Linked DNA regions of Mus musculus: all the other regions are linked to region 6. The links are chromatin contacts, called in public HiChIP or PLAC-seq and promoter capture Hi-C maps. All regions are on one chromosome and are shown on one strand. Each heading gives the region's core, a stretch centred on a gene start, on an enhancer-like site or on the middle of the called end of the contact. The rest is flanking DNA. Distances are from core to core; before and after follow the strand shown. Region 1 holds the start of Scpep1 (serine carboxypeptidase 1). Region 2 holds the start of Dgkeos (diacylglycerol kinase, epsilon, opposite strand). Region 3 holds the start of 4930556N13Rik (RIKEN cDNA 4930556N13 gene). Region 4 holds the start of Coil (coilin). Region 5 holds the start of Scpep1os (serine carboxypeptidase 1, opposite strand). Region 6 holds the start of Vezf1 (vascular endothelial zinc finger 1). Region 7 holds the start of Trim25 (tripartite motif-containing 25).

Evidence for each region. Promoter capture Hi-C pulls out the DNA fragments that hold promoters and counts their contacts. HiChIP or PLAC-seq counts read pairs in DNA pulled down with a chosen protein or histone mark.
Region 1: an H3K4me3 HiChIP or PLAC-seq map of bone marrow-derived macrophages shows a contact between it and region 6, with 5 times the contacts expected there. The contact joins the promoter of Scpep1 here to the promoter of Vezf1 in region 6. A contact is called at or near these places in 5 of 39 promoter capture datasets (the C10 cell line, cranial neural crest, hippocampal neurons and 2 more), 1 of 484 Hi-C or Micro-C datasets (B cells), 4 of 115 datasets of contacts at active chromatin or transcription factors (bone marrow-derived dendritic cells, bone marrow-derived macrophages, craniofacial prominence and 1 more) and 1 of 9 other capture datasets (pancreatic islet).
Region 2: a promoter capture Hi-C map of pre-B cells shows a contact between it and region 6, with 2.4 times the contacts expected there. The contact joins the promoter of Dgkeos here to the promoter of Vezf1 in region 6. A contact is called at or near these places in 2 of 39 promoter capture datasets (hippocampal neurons and pre-B cells) and 1 of 115 datasets of contacts at active chromatin or transcription factors (embryonic stem cells).
Region 3: a promoter capture Hi-C map of embryonic stem cells shows a contact between it and region 6, with 9 times the contacts expected there. The contact joins the promoter of 4930556N13Rik here to the promoter of Vezf1 in region 6. A contact is called at or near these places in 17 of 39 promoter capture datasets (3T3-L1-derived adipocytes, the C10 cell line, the HPC-7 cell line and 11 more), 1 of 484 Hi-C or Micro-C datasets (cerebral cortex), 13 of 115 datasets of contacts at active chromatin or transcription factors (craniofacial prominence, embryonic basal ganglia, embryonic forebrain and 9 more) and 1 of 9 other capture datasets (adipose tissue).
Region 4: a contact with region 6 is called in a promoter capture Hi-C map of liver, with 4 times the contacts expected there. The contact joins the promoter of Coil here to the promoter of Vezf1 in region 6. A contact is called at or near these places in 9 of 39 promoter capture datasets (the 3T3-L1 cell line, the C10 cell line, the HPC-7 cell line and 4 more), 3 of 115 datasets of contacts at active chromatin or transcription factors (bone marrow-derived dendritic cells, bone marrow-derived macrophages and craniofacial prominence) and 3 of 9 other capture datasets (adipose tissue, liver and pancreatic islet).
Region 5: a promoter capture Hi-C map of liver shows a contact between it and region 6, with 4 times the contacts expected there. The contact joins the promoter of Scpep1os here to the promoter of Vezf1 in region 6. A contact is called at or near these places in 4 of 39 promoter capture datasets (the 3T3-L1 cell line, liver, pre-B cells and 1 more).
Region 7: a promoter capture Hi-C map of liver shows a contact between it and region 6, with 4 times the contacts expected there. The contact joins the promoter of Trim25 here to the promoter of Vezf1 in region 6. A contact is called at or near these places in 7 of 39 promoter capture datasets (the 3T3-L1 cell line, the C10 cell line, the HPC-7 cell line and 2 more).

Annotation. Positions count from the first base shown.
Region 1 is chr11:88,954,026-88,956,725 of GRCm38.p6, reverse strand. Scpep1 (serine carboxypeptidase 1) reads left to right here and starts at 1,284. Exons shown (of 13, transcript NM_029023.3): 1 at 1,284-1,432. The coding sequence starts at 1,357.
Region 2 is chr11:89,059,413-89,062,112 of GRCm38.p6, reverse strand. It overlaps Dgkeos (diacylglycerol kinase, epsilon, opposite strand), which reads right to left and starts at 1,362. Exons shown (of 4, transcript NR_110336.1): 1 at 1,290-1,362. It overlaps Dgke (diacylglycerol kinase, epsilon), which reads left to right and starts at 1,365. Exons shown (of 11, transcript NM_019505.4): 1 at 1,365-2,182. The coding sequence starts at 1,728.
Region 3 is chr11:88,850,212-88,852,911 of GRCm38.p6, reverse strand. 4930556N13Rik (RIKEN cDNA 4930556N13 gene) reads right to left here and starts at 1,308. Exons shown (of 5, transcript NR_126433.1): 1 at 1,076-1,308; 2 at 629-710. All of the region lies in intron 1 of Akap1 (A kinase (PRKA) anchor protein 1), which reads left to right.
Region 4 is chr11:88,972,547-88,975,246 of GRCm38.p6, reverse strand. Coil (coilin) reads right to left here and starts at 1,312. Exons shown (of 7, transcript NM_016706.2): 1 at 1,045-1,312. The coding sequence starts at 1,298. It also overlaps the pseudogene 2210409E12Rik.
Region 5 is chr11:88,904,614-88,907,313 of GRCm38.p6, reverse strand. Scpep1os (serine carboxypeptidase 1, opposite strand) reads right to left here and starts at 1,386. Exons shown (of 5, transcript NR_045955.1): 1 at 1,270-1,386; 2 at 646-840. It overlaps Gm23507 (a small nuclear RNA gene), which reads right to left and starts at 2,193; the gene lies at 2,087-2,193.
Region 6 is chr11:88,066,985-88,069,684 of GRCm38.p6, reverse strand. Vezf1 (vascular endothelial zinc finger 1) reads right to left here and starts at 1,406. Exons shown (of 6, transcript NM_016686.4): 1 at 1,252-1,406. The coding sequence starts at 1,284.
Region 7 is chr11:88,998,079-89,000,778 of GRCm38.p6, reverse strand. It overlaps Trim25 (tripartite motif-containing 25), which reads right to left and starts at 1,376. Exons shown (of 9, transcript NM_009546.2): 1 at 697-1,376. The coding sequence starts at 1,290. Gm11496 (a long non-coding RNA gene) reads left to right here and starts at 1,343. Exons shown (of 3, transcript XR_388949.3): 1 at 1,343-1,560.

The DNA.
Region 1 (2,700 bases), core at 35-2,534, 890 kb before region 6:
ACACACACCTCTGCAGTCCATGTTTTCTTCAAATTCCTCTCCACAAGCCCTTGATACCTTCTTTTAAATAACTGCTTTGAAGATAGTATATCACACACAGTGATGTTGACCATGCTATCAAGAGAGAAAAAGTCCACTTTTTTTTTGCTGTGTTTAAAATACATAACCAAAAGTTATAGGATCTATATAGTAATTTTTTATGAATTACTAGTATATTAATGACACATGTGATTTGATAATAATATTTTCGATTCACTTTATCTATGTGAGCGTTTTGCCTGCAGGCTTATATATGCATCATATGTATGCTTGAGGAAGTGCCAGATCCCCTGGATCATGAGATGTGGAGTTCTGAATCTGTACGCCACCATGTGGGTCTTGGGAACCAAACTTGGGTCCTTTGGAAGAGCAACAATGCCCTTAACCCCTGAGCCACCACTTCAAAGTAATGGGTTTCTGAAAATAGAATCTAGACTCTTTCTTTCTCTCTTCTTTTCTTTCTTTCTTTCTTTCTTTCTTTCTCTCTCTCTCTCTCTCTCTCTCTCTCTCTCTCTCTCTTTTTCTTTCTTTCTTTCTGTTTTTTTTTTTTTTTTTTTTTTTTTTTTTTTTTGAGACAGGGTTTCTCTGTGTAGCCCTGGCTGTCCTTGAACTCACTCTGTAAACCAGGCTGGCTTGGAACTCAGAAATCCACCTGACTTTGCCTCCCAAGAGCTGAAATTAAAGGTGTGCGCCACCACTGCCCAGCTCTAGTCTTAAAAGACCTGCTGGTTCGTGCTTTAATCTGACTTCATCTTTTCAGATGCAATTTTTTAAAATTCTAGGCCTGAGACTATGGAGATGGCTCAGTAATTTAAGAGCACTTGTTGGTTTTCCAGAGGACTCAAATTCAGTTCCCAGCATCTGCACCGGCCACTCAAAAAGCCCTGTAACCCTAGCTCCAGAGAAACCCACTCCTTCTGCATAAACCCACACATGTGGCATATACATTCATACACACATATGCACATAAAATAATAAAAACAAGTCTTAAAAGATAAAACATAAGCCTTTTGTCGGAGAAGACAAACACGGGCCGGGCTGAGGGGATGGTGGTTATCCAGTTGTAGTTTTCTCAATTCTTCCCTACTTAGTAACCAAGGTCAGATGACATATTAACTGCCTCCTTTGTAGCACCTCCCTCGAGAGCCCTTTGTAGGAGGTCCTGGGTGGGTCCGACCGGCAGAGGGAGCGCGGAATCCTTAGGAGTGTCAGGGCCCACTTAGGCTCCGCCCCTGACTCCGCCCAGTCCCCGCGCAAGCCGTCACGCGATGGCCTTTGGCTCCTGCCTGTTGCTGATGTTGCGGCGGGGTTTTCATCATGGAGCTCTCGCGGCGGATCTGTCTCGTGCGACTGTGGCTGCTGCTCCTATCGTTCTTACTGGGCTTCAGCGCGGGTAGGTTCGTGAGAAAGACGCACCAACGGTGGGTGCCTCCTTCTCGAATTTGTTGATGCGTTCGCGTTTTTCTTTTTCTTTTTTTTAAAACACATTTCTTTCTCCCGCTTCTTCCCTTGAGAAATTTATATTGTTTCTGAACCTCTTAATTTTTATTTGTGTCTTAATTCAAAGTGCCTTTTCCTGCCCCTTCCTGATGCAGGGTGATTCCTGGAGATGGAAGTGTTTGTACAGAAACGTATGGTTTCAGGAAATTGCTGATGAGTGAGACTTCACGGTCTAAAGGCCACCTCCCCTTTCTCCTGTGGTTAGCTGCCTAGTGACGTTTTAGGGTCATTTGATTGAGCTGAGATTGGAGGCCAAAGAGACCTCTACAAATCCTTGCTTTGAAACAAAGCCTGCCACCTCTGCTGGTTTAGAAGAGACAAAATATCAGCTGACTGCTCTGGCCTATTTTTGGGCAAAAAAGAATTTTGTTTTGTGGAATGACTTGCAAATTGGCACATTTTCTTTCTTTCTTTTCTTCTCGTTTTTTTCCTTTTTTTCTTTTTGTTTGTTTTTCCAGACAGGTTTTTTTCTGTGTAGCCTTGGCTGTCCTGGAACTCTCTCCATAGACTAGGCTGGCCTCGGACTCTTACCTACCAAGTGTCTGGATTAACTCTCACTTTATTAAAGGAAAAAAATATATTTTGTCTTGCCTCCATGTCTGTCTGTGTACTACTTGTATGCCTGGTGCTCTGAGAAGTCAGAAGAGGGCTTTGGATCTCAGGAAAGCGAAGGTACAGAAGTTGTGAGCTGCCATGTGAATTCTGGGAATTAAACCCAGGTCCTCTGGAAGAGCAAGACAGTGAGAAAGTGATCTTACCAGCTGAGCCATCTTTCCAGCCTTTTAATTTAATTTCTTTCTTTCTTTCTTTCTTTTTTAATTTGTTTTGTGAGTGTCAAAGGGTGTGTGTGTGTGTGTGTAGTCAGAGGACAACACGGAGAAGTCAGTTTTTCTATGATGTAGCTCCCTGTGACTGAACTAAGGGTGCCAGGCTTGGTGGCCACTGTCTTTTATCTCCTGAGTCATCTCACCACCCCTGATTTTCAGTCTTTTTTTTTTTTTCAAAGATTTATTTATTTTATGTATATGAGTACACTGTAGCTGTGCAGATAGTTGTGAGCCATCGTGTGGTTGTTGGGAATTGAACTCAGGACCTCTGCTCGCTCCATCCAGCCCTGTTCACCCCATCCCAAAGATTTATTTATTATTATATGTAAGTACA
Region 2 (2,700 bases), core at 113-2,612, 990 kb before region 6:
AACTCTTATCCCTGGGGTTGTTTTGGTTCGGGTTTTTGTTGTTGTTGTTGTTTGGTTGGGTTTTTTTTGTTTGTTTGTTTTTGTTTTTGTTTTTCAAGACAGGGTTTCTCTGAACAGCCCTGGCTGTCCTGGAACTCACTTTGTAGACCAGGCTGGTCTCGAACTCAGAAATCTGCCTGCCTCTGCCTCTCGAGTGCTGGGATTAAAGGCGTGCGCCACCACTGCCCGGCTTGTTTGGTTGGTTTTGCATTGTTTTGTTTGTTTTGTTTGTCTTATTGTGTATCCCTAGTTGACCAAGAACTCGTGATAATCCCTCAGTAGAGAATAAGACCACTACCACAATTTAAAACCAAATTTAATGTAAGCTTTAATTAAATACTGGCCAAGGTGATGGACTCTCTGGCCAAGTTCATCTCGGGGTTCCCAGAGAATGGCCTCAAGTCGTGCTTTGCACGGGCTTAAAAAGGCAAAACCCACAATTCACTGCATTTCCCGTCTGGTTCAACTGGGGGCAAGCGTAAATCTTGATGTATTTCCTGCCTACATGTGACCCTGATTTACTTCCGGTCCACATGTAATCAAACACATCCGTGCAGATGGGTCAAACAAACACAAGACAAACAGGAACTTATCCTTAAATACAAACAGAACTCTTAACCTGTATGCTTTATTTTTCCTGTTTTGGTCCTCACACTATGTAGATCAGGCTGGCCCTGAACTCACAGAGGTCCATCCACATGTGGGCCACATGTCCAGTTATTTTATTATTTTATTATATTTATATAATACACTGGTAACTTTTGGCAGTCTTTGACTTGTGTTCTGAATGAACATAACACCTTCAAAAGAGCCAGTTTTCTCCATCCAGGATTCCCCGATATCCATAATCATGCCAATTCCACCTTCACCGTTGAAGAAGGGGATCAGGCTAAAGGTCAAATACTGTTAAGTCACTTATGGTAGAACTTCCTTTGGTTCTGAACTTTTGATAGTCAACCATGTACTTACTCCGCCCCTGATTTCCCTAAACCATGCCTCATTCCACACCATCTTATCCGTTCCTCTGCTCATCCTTTCCTAGATGGTCCAGACCCTTGAAGTCTTTCAACTTTCCAAGCCACCTCTTAGCCTCCGCCACGCCCTCATACCTGACCCCCTCCCACCCAAGGGGAGCGCCGCCGCGAGCCCCGCCCTACACCTGGTCCCGCCTACAAATTTTATCAGCGCAGACTCCGCCTTCCTCTAGCTCCGCCCACCATCGGAAAGCACCGCCATTGGCTTTGTCCTACCTGGCCCCGCCCAAGTTGTGGGCGCGTCAGGCCCCTCCCAGCCCTCGCCGAGCTGCCGGCCGGCGTGCGGACTGCGCAGGTGCGCTTCTCAAGCGCGGCCTCCTCATCCCACGCAGATCTCGCGGCCTGAGGGTGGGACGGCGGCCGGAGGCTTGGCTGTAGGTGGTACCGGCGACCGCGAGAGCGAACTGGGGGGTTGGGGGGGGGGTCTCCGGAGACCTCGCGAGAGAGGCACGGGCGAGGCTCAGCGCGACAGCCGTTGTGAACGCAGTGGCCGCGAGCCAAGCCTGTACTGCACGGAGCCCGCGGGTGCGACCTGCGCCTTTCCCGGGGCCGAGGCCACGCGCAGCCTCGGGACGAGCCGCAACCCCACGCAGTGAATCCGAAGGCAAGCCTTCTGGACCCGGCGCTCCATAGGCCACGCCTGGGCCTGAGAAGATGGAGGGGGACCAGCGGTCCGGCCCACCCGCCCAGAGCCTGCTCCCTGATGGCCACTTGGTCCTATGGACGCTGTGCTCCGTGCTGTTGCCGGTGTTCATCACTTTATGGTGTAGCCTGCAGCGGTCGCGCCGGCAGCTGCACCGCAGGGATATCTTCCGCAAGAGCAAGCATTGCTGGCGTGACACCGACCTGTTCAGCCACCCCACCTACTGCTGCGTGTGCGCGCAGCACATCCTGCAAGGAGCCTTCTGCGACTGCTGTGGGCTCCGCGTGGACGAGGGCTGCCTCAAGAAGGTCGACAAGCGCTTCCCGTGCAAGGAGATCATGCTCAAGAACGACAAGGCCGCAGATGCCATGCCCCACCACTGGATCCGCGGCAACGTGCCCCTGTGCTCTTACTGTGTATTCTGCAGGCAGCAGTGTGGCAGCCAGCCTAAACTGTGCGATTACAGGTATGGCTTTTATGGGAGGCAGGATTGTAAACAGTGGGTGGTGAGACCTAAATTCATCTCAGCAAATGGCCCAAACTATTCACGGCATCCCTGGCGTTTGAAGCAAGTCTCATGTAGATGTTGGTTGGTGTTTTTGTTTGTTTTTATTTTTGTTTTTACCCTTTGTGAGACAGTCTCTCCCCTGTGGCCCGGGCTAGCCTCAAACTCACTAAGGATAGCAGATGACCTTGAACTTTTAATGCTTCGCCTCCCCGTGCTGAAAATACAGGTTTGCATCACCTGAACCAGTTCATGAGGTGCTGGGTATCCAACCCAAAAGCCTTAAGCATGTTATTCAAGCTCTCTAACAACTGAATTCCACCACCAACACCACCCCTAAATTCCCACCCCTGCCAAGGCTCTTAATTTTCATCAAAGGCCTGTTTAAGTGCTGCCTGGCTCGTGGCTACTCTGTAGCATCCCACTTTACATAAGGAAGAATGAAGGGTACACAAAGAACCTTATGCCAGTCACAAAAC
Region 3 (2,700 bases), core at 59-2,558, 780 kb before region 6:
GACTTGTCAATACATATTTATTGAATAGAGTTTTTCTCTTCTGCCTTTGTGATTTCTCCGTTGCTGGCATCGTTAGCCACACATCAATATCTTTCCTTACTTACCTCTTGTGAAGCCACATACCATTTGGTTTTTATTTGCTTGGTCTTGAGACAGGGCCTCTAACTCGTGATCCTCCTGTCTTTTAAGCAAGCCTGTTGTCAGATCACTGCTCATATCTTTGGAGCAGGCCTGTGTGGTACCTTCTGTGGTGAGGTGAGAACTCCATGTACCCAGGAGTGCATTCCTGAATCTGCTTTGTAATCACCCCCTAGAGCCTGACAGAATTCTCTCGTAAAAACCAGGCAATAATAAAGAGACCAAGATGGGGGCCAGGAGGGACTGGACACAGCCTTCAAACTTTTCAAAAACCACACCCCTGTGCAAAGGCATGGTGGTGCATACCTTTGATCCTAGCATTAGAGAGGCAGAGGTGGATGTCTGAGTTCCAGGACAGCCTGGTCTATAGGACAGCTAGGGCTACACAGAGAAACATTGTCTTGAAAAAAAATACTAAAAAACAACAATAACAATAAATGGTTGTGCTTAAAACAAACAAACAAACAAAACCCCCAAACCACACCCCTACCTGAGATGAAGTAACTGGGGAGACCACTGTAGGAGAGTTTGCTTTCTCACATCACTAGAAAGGACTGAGGCGCTGGACCTGTCTGCAAGGAGAGGTGGACACTCTGTTCCTGATTGGTTGGTTGGTTCCTTTGTGTTACCAAGGTTTTTTAAATTTTATGTGTGTAGGTATTTTATCTGCATGTGTGTATGTGCACCACGTGGATACAGTGCCTTCAGGAGGCAGAAGAGGGCATCAGAGCCTCTGGGACTCCAGTCTAAGAAGGTTTTGAGCCACGGTGTGGGTAGTGAGAATTGAACCCAGGTCCTATGTAAGGGCAGCCAGTGCTCTCAACAGCTAAGCCCTTTTAACCAGATTCTTTAAGCTGGAAGTTAGTTAACTACTGATTGGGCTGGCAAGGAAGATCCCATGCTTAGAATGGGAGTTTTAGTTTCCAGCTCGTCTTACCTGGGCCTCTCAGTTCTAGACCTTAGCTTTCCTTTTTGGCCAGAGAAGTTTCACCAAGTGGGTCTTGAGCTTCTGCCCTCCTGCTGTGGAGCAGGCTGAGAAAGTGTTCCAGGGTGTTGGTTGGGGAGATGGCTCATCTGTACCTGTGCAAGGAGTTAGTTACCCTAGGGTGAATCTGTCTGTCTTGTCTGCCAGTCTACATACCTGCACTGGCTGGCTTGCTGCCCTGTAAGGCCATCACAATAGAGGTGTAGGGCTAACCTTGGGCGGGCCAGCCAGCCCATTATGAGCTAACACGGAATCCTGATGGTGCTCGCATGAGTCAGCTTGCTCAGACCCCCAGGGATGAAGGGAACACCCGGGCTAGGCTAAGACCAGCGGGCCTGAGGCATGGCTCCATCTCTGTGACCCTGGGCCTCAGCCATGCTGCCGCGGGAGAGTGGCCCAGGCTCACCATCACCCCCAGAACTGCACTCTGCCAGCAAGGTTGGTGCTAGGCAGGACCTCTCATGTCCTGGGATTTTCTGGGGAAACCTTCTAGTACTTGCTGTCACCCAAGCTGTCGCCACCAGCGTGTGGATATTTAAACTGACTTTACATAAGACTAGACATTGAGGTTTTTCAGTCGCATTTGTCATACTTCAGTGCTCAGTAACCTCCTATGGCTAAGTGCCTGACTGCCAGTGTTGGCCAGAAATCACATGGGGATCGCCGCAGTCAGCCGTTACCTCTGGTGATCTGCCCCACTTGACGAGACTGCCAGGCCTTCTCGCCAGTTCTTTAGGTCAGCTCCTAGGACACCTTCAGGCTCTGCCCAGGGACTTTGCTCCCCTCTCCTACCCTTAAAAACATCAGAACCATAAAAAGGTCACCTCTCCCCTGTATCTGTAGCAGCCTATAGAAATCCTTGCCTTAAAGATTAGCTTATTTTTATTTTATGTGTATGAGATGAGCTTTTGCCTGAATATATATGTATGAGCACTGCATGTGTGCCTGGTACCTAGGCAGGCCAGAAAGGGGGGGGGTCATCTCCTGGAACTGATGGCTATACACTTCCTTATGTGTCCTGGGAAATGAACCCATGTCCTCTGGAAGAGCAGAAGTACCCTTCACTACTGAGCCATCTCTCCAGTCCTTTTTTTTTTTTTTTTTTTTTTTTTTTTTTTTTTGGTTTTTCCAGACAGGGTTTCTCTGTGCAGCCCTGGCTGTCCTGGAACTCACTCTGTAGACCAGGCTGGCCTCGAACTCAGAAATTCACCTGCCTCTGCCTCCCGAGTGCTGGGATTAAAGGCGTGTGCCACCACGCCCGGCTCATCTATCCAGTCCTAATCCAGATCTTTGAAAAAGTTTTTCTGGGCTCCACCGAGACTTGTGTAGGTGTGTGTGTGTGTGTGTGTGTGTGTGAGAGAGAGAGAGAGAGAGAGAGAGAGAGAGAGAGAGAGAGAGAGAGAGAGAGAGAGAGAGAGAGAGAGAGAGAGTGAGAGTGTCTCCGAGATAGTCTTCTGGTAGATCATCTGCTCCTTAGGAGCAGCAGAGCTGAGAGCTCAGAAACCGCTGTGGACAGAAACTAGAGGCTCTTTCTCTCGCTGCCAGGCAGGGAACCACAATTGTATGTTCTTCTTTCC
Region 4 (2,700 bases), core at 63-2,562, 910 kb before region 6:
TCACACTGTAGTCGCTCCTGGATACTCACTTCAGTGACAACGATTAAATTCTCCTTCTTGTTGTTTTGAGACAGGTTTCTCTACCCAGCCCTCACGAGGGTGGCTTCAAATTCAGAGATCTGCCTGCCTCTGCCTTCTGAGAGTTAGGATACAAGGTGTACGCCACCTCCACTCGGGCCTCTCTCTCTCTCTCTCTCTCTCTCTCTCTCTGTCTCACATTTGTTTCTTTTGTTTTCCAAGACAGGGTTTCTCTGTGTAGCCCTGGCTGTCCTGGAACTCACTCTGCAGACTAGGCTGACCTCAAACTCAGAAATCCACCTGCCTCTGCCTCCCGACTACTGAGAGTAAAGGCGAGCGCCACCACGCCCAGCCTGATTTTACCTTTTTTCTTTTTTAAACAGCTCTCACATATGCCAGGCTGACCTATGTAGCCAAGGATACTTTGAACTCCTGATCCTCCTGTCTGTCTTCACCTCCTCAGTGCAGGGATTCCTGGTTAGCCAGCTGGGAATCAAATCTAGGGCTTTGAGATGCAAGCAGTCAAGCTACTGAAACACACAGCCTTCTGTGTGACACGTGAAACGCATTCCGATACCAATTGGATGGGACCCAATGACACCTGAATGAGACACAGAAATCCACCAGAAGTGGACACTGCCAAGGCGCTAAGGTGGGCCATTCCATACATTACTCAGAAAACATCTCTGCTTCCTGCCTGCAAGTGCAGCCCAGAGAAGGCGGGTCTGTGGCATATTTGCGCCATGCACACTGCACACAGAGCCTGGCAGAGTGAGTACTGGCCCTGCTCTTGAGCACCGGAGCTGCTCCAAGTTTAGTCCCCCTGAAATGAGAAGCGTCCCGGGGAACCCGGGGAAGGATGCTCCATCCTGGGCTGGACCACTCAGGATCTCGCGAACCTGCCTTTCCGCAGCTGGCTAGCTCGCTACCCGGATCCTGCATCCTGCGGTCCAGCAAGCGCCCCCCACCCGCACCCGCACCCCGAGCCGCGCGCCCCCACCCCCACCCCCGCGCGCTCCCGCGCACCTGAGGCTGTCGTTGTCTCTCACCAGGCGCGCGCTCTCGGCAGGGGGCAGCAGCCCCCCTTCCAGATAGAGGCCCAGGAGCGCCCCGGAACTGAAGCCGAAGCGCTGGCGGATGAGACTGATGAGATCCGTGACAACTCGACATCTGTTCAGGTCCACCAGAAGCCAGAAGACCGTGCAGTGTGGAGTGGCCGGCGGCGGGTAGTCAAATTGAAGCCGTAGCCTAACCGTCTCGGAGGCTGCCATCTTGCTCATGCTCGACGGAAGCCGAGAGGTTCCAAGGGCTTTCGCAGCGGCGTGGTCCGGCGGCCCGCCCCCAGCAGCAGCTAGCGTGCGCCGCCTGGGGGCGCAAGTAGGTCTGTAAGGCTCCCCTCGCGAGCTCCCCATTCTTTCTCAGGGCTGAACATACATGCAAGTTGACTGTCAGGATAGCTGCTACGATATCGGTTCGTGTAATTAAACAGAAACAAACCAAAAATCTATAAAATTAATAAGCAGCAAGCCTGACTCGAACCCCTGTAATAGGTTTTTACTTTTCTACCAAAAAGGTCAGGAAAGCACCAAATTGTGGTGCGTGTCCAAGCAGAAAATGAGACATTCTCGTGATGCGAGACTTAAAGTTCTCATAAGACTGTTTAAAACTCACACACACACGTCCTTGGGGGCCTCAGGGAGTTCAGTGTGTCCTCTGTCCCTGACCAGATCAAGTGCTTTCCTCATCTTGAGGCAGAACAGTATTCTGAAAGTGTTGACGGTCCAGAGAGTCAGAAAGCTAAATAAATAGGAAGATTTTCTTTAAAAGATTTATTTATTATATATAAGTTACACTGTAGTTGTCTTCAGACACTCCAGGTGGTGCCTAGGTACCCAGAGAAGACACTCAGGAACCACACCATTCACTCCAGAGCCTGCTGTTCCCGACCAGTCCTGCCTGTAGCAGGCCCTATCATCCCAGAGGGAATCATCCCCTACGGACGCCCTGTTCTAGCTTTGTTCCTTTCTCCTCAGGGATGGCTGCTGCTGGCTGCTGGCTGCTGGCCACCTCCAGTCGAGAGGTAGAATACAGTATGACGCGAGAGCAGTATTTGTGCTTTTAGGGTTATTTAATATTTATTTTAAAAGACAGCCAATTTATTTATTTATTTTCAACTAGAGAATGGGTCTCTAGGTCTCTAGGAATTGGCTGTGGGGCCCTCACTGCACATCTTGTTCCTTAGCACTGTTTCCAGAATCCTTCCTCACGTCTGGAAGAGGTGGAGGAAAAGATTAGGGGTGGATCTCCAGGCCTTCAAAGACATCTCCTGTTCTGAAGGCCAGGCCCACTGTGGCTGGGGTCTCTGGCCTTGCTACCTGAAAAGTGAAGCCACATTCCCTCAGAGTTTTCATCTCATCAAGGAGCTGGTTGTCCTTGAACAGCAGCTGCTCCTCAGGAGGCCTCTTCATGATGCCCTCAATGATGCGCTTGAGCTCCCACACCGTGCTTGACTCCTTGGCATCAGTGAAGATGGTGGTCTTCTTGTGTCGGATCACAAGAAACACAAACAACCCTGTGTCTGCTTGTGACTCCATGCACCTCACTGGACCTGAGAAGTGTCAACAACAGACTTTAAGTCTTTTCATTGCTCTGGGGCTGAGTTTCTCTGACCCTGACAGGAAA
Region 5 (2,700 bases), core at 137-2,636, 840 kb before region 6:
ACAGGCCTACGGTGAGACATGAATAGGCCACTTGGCCCCAAAACTCAGGTTCTCTTTCTTTCTGTATTTATTTATTTATTTATTTATTTATTTTGGTTTTTTGAGACAGGGTTTCTCTGTATAGCCCTGGCTGTTCTGGAACTCACTTTGTAGACCAGGCTGGCCTCGAACTCAGAAATCCGCTTGCCTCTGCCTCCCGAGTACTGGGATTAATGTTTTTATTTTTTAATTTAATTTACCATCAGTGTAGGGGTGATACCTGTGTGTGCATGTGTCATATAGCCTGCACATGTAGATCAGAGGACAACTTGCAATAATTGGTTCTCCTCTTCCACCACGTAGATTCCTAGGATCAAATTCAGATCCTCAGGTCTATGTGGCAATTGCTTTTTCCACTGAGCCATTTTAAAGGCCCTTGTTATTTTTTTTTTTCTCCTGCCTCTGCCTCCTGGGTGCTGGGAGCAAAGGCATGAGCCACCCATGCCCTAAGGCCTCTCAATTCTTAATTATCTGTCCTTCCTCCTACTCTGGGTTCTGGAATGGCTATGTTCATTCATGCCCAGGCAGCTAGCTCCTGATTCTGGAAAGAATGGAGAACAGGGGGTAAGACATGAGGTTTGAGCAGATTCTGCGAGGTTATGGTACCTTTTGAAAAAGTAGTCTTGGACTGGCGAGATGGCTCAGCGGGTAAGAGCACTGACTGCTCTTCCGAAGGTCCTGAGTTCAAATCCCGGAAACCACATGGTGGCTCACAACCACCCATAATGAGATCTGACGCCCTCTTCTGGTGTGTCTGAAGTCAGCTACAGGGAGCGGAGTTGACCGGAGCAAGCAGAGGTCCTAAAATTCAAATTCCCAATAACCACATGAAAGCTCACAACCACCTGTATAGCTACAGTGCACTCACATACATAAAATAAATAAATAAATCTTAAAAAAAAAAAAAGAAATAAAAAGGAAAAAGTAGTCTTGATCAAGAGACCACAGGAGTGGCCTTATGGTAAAGGTAACAAGCCAGGTCCACTCCTAGCTGGAATCTCTGTATTCCTCATCAGTGAGATCTAAGCTGGGCCTGAAGCTCCAGCTGCTCCTCCTGCCCTGCTAAGATGAACCAAAATAAATCCTTCCTTTCCGTTGCCTCTTGTCAGGTATTTGGTCTCAGTGACAGAGAATGTATCTAATCCGGATGTTCAGAACACAGCATAGAACATCATTTCCAAGACTGGAAGAGACAATGTCCTTCTTTGCCCATGTCTTTGTACTGCTTACTTATTCTGCAGGGATCCGTGTCTCCTCCAGGCAACTTTGTGGAGAGTTGCACTTCCAGGAGATAAGGATGCAGAGCTAGCCAGCAGCCACCAACCGGAGGCAGAGTCTCCTCTCACTAAACTTTCTGGTGAGACTTAAGGCTCAGCTGACAGCTTGACTATGACATCATAAGAAGCCAGAGGCAGCTTGCTAAGCCTCACCTGGACTCCTGACCTAGAAAAACCATTAGGTAACAAAAGCTCTGTTGCTTTAAGCCATGACCTTTTGGGGCAAATTGCCACACAGCAGGAGGCAACCAAGGAACTGCCTTGTCTCAGATTAAAAGAATGATGGTTGCTGTTAAGCTGGTGTGGAGGCAGGAGGATCAAGAGTTCAAAGCTAGCCTCAGCTACGTGGCTGAGCTACAAGACACTGTCTCAAATGACAAGAATGAAGCGTTGGGAACAATAGAGCCTGGGGTAGATAAGAAATGTTAATGAAAAGCTGGGCTGAAGAGATGGCTCAGCTGTTAAGAGCACTGACTGCTCTTCCAAAGGTACATACTGCGTTCAATTCCCAGCAACACACGGTGGTTCACAACCATCTGTAATGGGATCTGATATCTTTTTCTGGTGTGTCTGAAGACAGCTACAGTGTATTACACATAAAATAAAAGCCTGCAAGGGTTTGGCTTAGTGTGTGTGTGTGTGTGTGTACACTCATGCTCTGTGAGATGCTAACAGAAAGACAAATGAGGCAACTTCTTTCCTGGGGTACATGTGTCCAGGGATATAATGTATAATTTAATTCTTATTTTATTTATTTATAAACATATATATATATTCGTGAATGCTTCACGAATTTGCGTGTCATCCTTGCACAGGGGCCATGCTAATCTTCTCTGTATCATTCCAATTTTAGTATATGTGCTGCCGAAGTGAGCATTGATTCTTTTTTTTTTAAAGATTTGTTTATGTTTTAGTACACTAGCTGTACAGAGGTTATGAGCCTTCATGTGGTTGCTGAGAATTGAATTTAGGACCTCTGCTTGCTCTGGTTGGCCCCACTTGCTCCAGCCCAAAGATTTTTATTTATTATTATAAATAAGTACACTGTAGCTATCTTCAGACACACCAGAAGAGGGTTTCAGATCTCATTATGGATGGTTGTGAGCCACCATGTGGTTGCTAGGATTTGAACTCAAGACCTTCAGAAGAGCAGTCAGTGCTCTTAACAATTGAGCCATCTCTCCAGCCCGTTGTTTTTTTGTCTGTTTGTTTGTTTGTGGTTTTTTTTTGGTTTTGATTTTGGTTTTGGTTTTTCAAGACAAGGTTTCTCTGTGTAGCCCTGGCTATCCTGGAACTCACTCTGTAGACCAGGCTGGACTCGAACTCAGAAATCTGCCTGCCTCTGCATCTCAAGTGCTGAGATTAAAGGTGTGTACCACCACTG
Region 6 (2,700 bases), core at 157-2,656:
TGCGGAGAGTATAATCTTTTGAAGATTCTGCATTTCCAAAGGTCTCAAGCGCCCAAGCTACGCGTTTGGAATTTCACGAAGTATTTAGGAAAACTCCAAAGAGGGAGGCGGGAAGGACACATTTTAAAAACGACTAGCTCCCTAACCTTCAGTTCTGAAGTTTCTGCATGTGCTTATCTCTACTGCTCATCAATGCATTTGCAAACAGAAAGGAAGCAGAGGGGGGAAAAAGTTCCAATCAGGGGTCCCGCATTAAAGTGGTAGGAGAAGGGTATGGCTGAAGTATCCGCTAACATTAGCTTTGAAGTTTCTGGCAAAAGGAAAAAAAGAAGAAGCGAAGACCCCCATACTCCCTATGAGTGACTCATCTAGGGGCTTTGTAAGCGGACTTTGCGCTCCCTCTCCGCTTCCCGTCGCCCACTGGGCCGGAGCGAACGTTCGAGCGGGTCGCGGAGCGAGACTAGCGAGACACGCTCCGGGGAAGGTCGGGCCTGCAGGAGTCCCGGCCCCCGCCGCTCCCCGCCCCCGCCCGGCCCCGCCGGCTCGGGGATTCCCCAAGCTCAATGGGACCGCAGAAGCTGGACAGAGGCGAGGGGACCAGTTGCCAGGGCTCGCCCAGGACTTGGGCTAGGAGCGGAGAAAAGTTTGCAGAGGGGAACCACGCTCGCAACACCCCCCGTCGGGTCCACCCGAGGGGGCGGCGAGAAGGGGGAGTGGCGGCGAAGCCAGAGATACCCGCTATTCGCGGGATGTGGGAGGAGGGTCAGAAAGTCAACACACAAGCACACACACACAAAAAGAGAGAGGTGACGCGAAAAGCGCAAGCGAAAGATGGATGGGTACTCGGAGCGGGACCCGGAGACCCCCTCGCTGCGCCGCGCGGCCCCGCTCGGGCGCGCAGTGGCCGAGCGGCCCGCGCTCCACAGCGGCCCGGCGCCCTCCTTTCTCTGGGCCGCGGGGTGGTGACAGCGGCCGGCCTCCTCCCTTCCCCTTCGGGGCGGGAGGGAAGGGTGTGTGTGTGCGTGTGTGCTTGGGGGGGCCCGGGTTCACCCCGAGGCCTGCTTCTCCCCCGCACCCCGCGAGGCCGCCTCCTTTCACCTCGGCGGCCGGGCTCCGCCGGAGCGGGCGGGCGGAAAAACAAAGGGGGATTAAGGCCGGGCCGGAGAGCGGAGCCGGGAGGGGAGGAGCGCCCGCCCGCCCGAGCCCGGCCCGGCCCCCCTGGCCCCCCGACCCCCCCGGGGCCCCCAGATCCTGGAACAGGAACGCGGTCCAGTTGGCCTCCATGGCTGCGGCGGCCGACCCCCCTCCTCCCCACTCCCCCCGCTCGGGGAGCCTCCTCAGGCGGAGGAGGCGACAACAAAGCGGCGGCGGCGGCGGCGGCAGCGGCAGCGGCGGCTCCTCAACATGGCAGCGCCGAGCGCGGCCACTTCCGGTAACCTCCGGGACGCACCACCGCGGCGGCGAGCGCGGGCGGGGGGGGAGCCCCGGCCCGGCCGCCGCCGCCCCCAGCCGCTTCGACCCCCTCCGGGCGTCCCCGCCGCCGGCGCGCCGCCTCGGAGCTCAGCCAGTGCCCGCGGGCGGTGGGGTCAGGGAGCCCGCGCGGGGGCTGGGGTGGGGCCGGGGGCGGGGATGGGGTGCGGCGTCCCCCCCCGCGGGGGTGTGTGATGCTGCGGTCCGTGGCTCAGGCAGCTGGAGCAGGGGGAGCGCAGGAGAGAAGATGGAGGACGCCAGGGTCTGGCGCTGGCCCGCTGGGCACAGCTGGGCTGCCTCTCGTGACTCTGCCTTGGTACCCGGCGGCGTCGCGTCCCTCTCATACCCCCAGCGGCAGTCAGGGCTTCGGTTGGTCACCTGGCTGTTCAATCGGTCAAGCACATCACAGCTTCCACCTACGAACTAGGATGCTAGCTTCTAGTGTCCCCTACCCTCGGGTATTTTTATTCCTGACCAGCTAAGCCCTCACTCAGCGCTCTTGCCATCGCCCTTTGCGTGGTCTTCCAATTTGAGCAGGGAATTCCACTAGGGTACAGCCTTAGAAGCGCCTACTGTGGAGGGAAACACTTCCCACGCGTTCAGATGTCATTACTGGGTTATTCTTGGGTGACGGGACCGCTTTCCCATCTTTCCCTTTCATTCCAGATACAGGAAATACTTAAAAACCCCTCTCCCGCCAGGATTAAAAACAAACAATAAAAACGAATGAGAAAGTATAGAGGCAAAATATTTTAGTCTTTTAGTACATTTTTCAATTCCTGCAGCACACGCACACACAAGTCAGACTTCTGGTTGGACAGCGTCAGATGTCACTGAGGTGACCCCAGCCTGTTTGCAGTTCCCAGTCGTCTGTGTAGGAGTCAGCCACTGCTACTGGTTGGAATCTGTAGATCGTAAGCCCATATGATGTCTTGAATGTTTTCTATCCTTTCCTCACATAGAGGTAGCTACTGTGAATATCAGAGACAAGCTATTATTAAACATATATCTAGTCCAAAGAATCTGTGGTGGGGAAATGAGGGGGCAGGCTCCATCTATGATATTTTTATAAAATGTTAAAAAATAAAACCAACTCCTCAGATGTGCACATTATTTCAGAACTTCAACATATTTCAAACTGACTCTTATCCCCTCCAGACAGTTTTAATAAAAGACATATCTTCAACTTCATATATATGTATGTGTGTGTATGTATGTATGCATATATAT
Region 7 (2,700 bases), core at 127-2,626, 930 kb before region 6:
AAAGTCACAAGCAGGGATTTCTGAGGCTCTGTGTTCACACTCACTATCCATTCACACCCTCCTCAACAGAGGCTTCTGTTACCCTTAACCTCAAGCTTCCAAGACTGCTCCATGCTCTGGACTCAACAGATCTGTGGTCTACAGGGAAAAAGGAAACCAGAAGCTGTGACTCAAAGCAGCCTGGTTCCTGCTAAGCTAATTTCTCTGGGCCTGTTTTCCTGAACTAAACAGACACAGCCCTGAGCTGTGGAATGAACTAAACAGACACAGCCCTTTCGTGCTGCCAGGATCTGAAGGGGTTGGAGAGGTAACCCCCAGGGTTCCTGGTTAATATTCAAAACTACTGAACTCCACTGGACAAACACAGACTTGGGGCAGGCACTCTTACCTGTGCCTTCCGTTGTGCTCTATGTAAAATAGAACTAAGAGGGCTGGAGAAGGCAGGCGATAATGGATGAGCGGGAGGCTATATAAAATCTACTTGTTTGGTCTGTGGGGATGGCTTCCTACTGCCCAACTCCCAGACTGCGGCCCACGGAGCCTAAGGCCATGAGGTCTGTGAAGGAATGGGATCTCTGGCCCAGCAAAGCCTATCTCCTCTAGCAACCCACTGTACTACAGGGATACCCAGGATGGCCTCTCCACAATTCAGCTGATCCAAGCTGTCCTCTATACCCTCAACCAGCCACTCCCTACCTCCAGGTCGGCGCTGGCTTGACTTAGGGTCGTAGGGGAGCAGGTCTTGTGCTCTACCAAGCAGATATGGCAGATGCACTCGCCATGCTCGGGACAAAACAATTCCCGAAGGCGGTTGTGCTGGGTACATTTGCGGCGCAGAAGGTCACGAATGGGCGACTGTAGGGGGTGATCCTGGAAGGCCGGACTGTCGAAGTGAGGCCTCAAGTGCTCCTGGCAGAAAGAGGCCATGCACACGAGGCACGTCTTCACTGCGATCTCCGTCAGGCAGTGGTCGCAGGCCACCTGGGTGGCTGCGCTGGAGGCGGAGAAGCGGGCAGGAGGCGTCCAGTCGTCCACCGGGGTCCGCGCCTGCTCGGCCTGCAGGAACTGCTCCACCACCGCGCACATTACCGTGTTCTTTTGCAGCTGCGGGCGCACCTGGTACACTTTGCGACATTGCGGGCATCGGTACGGCGGGCCCTGGACGACCCACGTCTCATCCAGGCATGACATGCAGAAATTGTGGCCGCACGGAGTGGTGACAGGTTCCTTGAAGAGCTCCAGGCAGACGGAGCAGGACAGCTCCTCGGCCAGAGGATTCAGCTCCGCCATCGCGCTCGTGGGCTCACCCGACGTGACGCGCAGGGACAGCTGCGCACCCTACCGCGCGGTACTTAAGAAGCAGCGAGGAAGGAATCGAAACTGAACAGGAGGGGCGGCGCCCTGGGGCTTCAGGAAGTCACGTGGGTCCCTGGGGGCCGGACAGTGGGCGGGAGGCTTCCCTCCTGGTGCTGGAAGCCAAAGGTGATTATGGGACCTGGGGAACTCTGATGCTCTCCACACCCCGCGGACCCGAGCGACGCACGACCCAAGGGCTACCAGGTGCAGTTTCAGAGGCACTCTGCAGATGAATTGTCGCAGGGGCTGGAATATTCCCACCCTCCTGGTCGGGGCCTACGTCCTAGCACAGTGCAGCAGAGCTTTGGAGAACATTCATCTGTGTCCCCGAGGTGTCACCAATCATCCCTCCAGAACAGGACCGGTCTTATTAAAACTCAAAGCCAAACAGAACAAAATACTGTTGACCCAGAGCTTGGTGGCTCGTGCCCGTAATTTAGTCACTTAGGAGGCTGAGGCAACAGGATTGCCGTGAGTTCGATGTCAGACCGGGCTAGAGAGTTAGTGGCCGTCTCAACATCTAAAAATAGGGTTGGGGAGATGGCTGTACAACAGAATATGAGACCTAAACACAATTACTAAAACCCTGGTTAAGACTGCACAAAATTGACACCCCCCTCCCCCAATAACATACACATAATAATTTAAGGAAAAGAAAAGAAACAAAACACAATTCTATGGACTGTGGCTGTCTTCCCCTTCCCTTCCCGCTCCGTTCCCCCTCCCTTCCCCTTCCCTTCCCCCTCCCTTCCCCTTCCCTTCCCCCTCCCTTCCCCTTCCCTCCAGCTGTGCTGCCTTTGTATGCAGCTCCCTCTTCTTTCCTGATGGTGGGCTCTGACAAATCTCCTCCCAAGCCCTAAAGGCAGGACCCTATGGTCATCCATTCAGATCTGGTGTTCCTTTTATGGTAGATGATCTTTAAAACAACAACAACAAAACCTAATATTACAAAAGTTGGGTGTCACAACTTTTGCCCCAAGTCAGCTCCAGCCACCGGTCCTTAAGCCAATTAAATGAGCCTACTTAAAAGAGGAAAACAGAAAAAAGAGACCCAGCAAACCCCTCAAGTCCACCTTCCCCGTTCTGAAGTGAGAACAGAGTTAAAACAGAAGGCAAAAATATTTGTATCTAAGTGCCAGTCCAGACCTGGTCCAGCCTACCAGTGGCCCATCATTGTCTGGGATTCAATCTCATTTGGTAAGCTGTTCTGTCCCACAAGCTGTACTAACTGTGAAATCTTTTCCCAGGAGACAAATTCTCCCTCTGGTCTCTCCCAGCATGAGATTCCAAGGAAACTCCCATTTCTCTGGGGTTCACTGTTTCAATAATGTAACAGATTGAGAC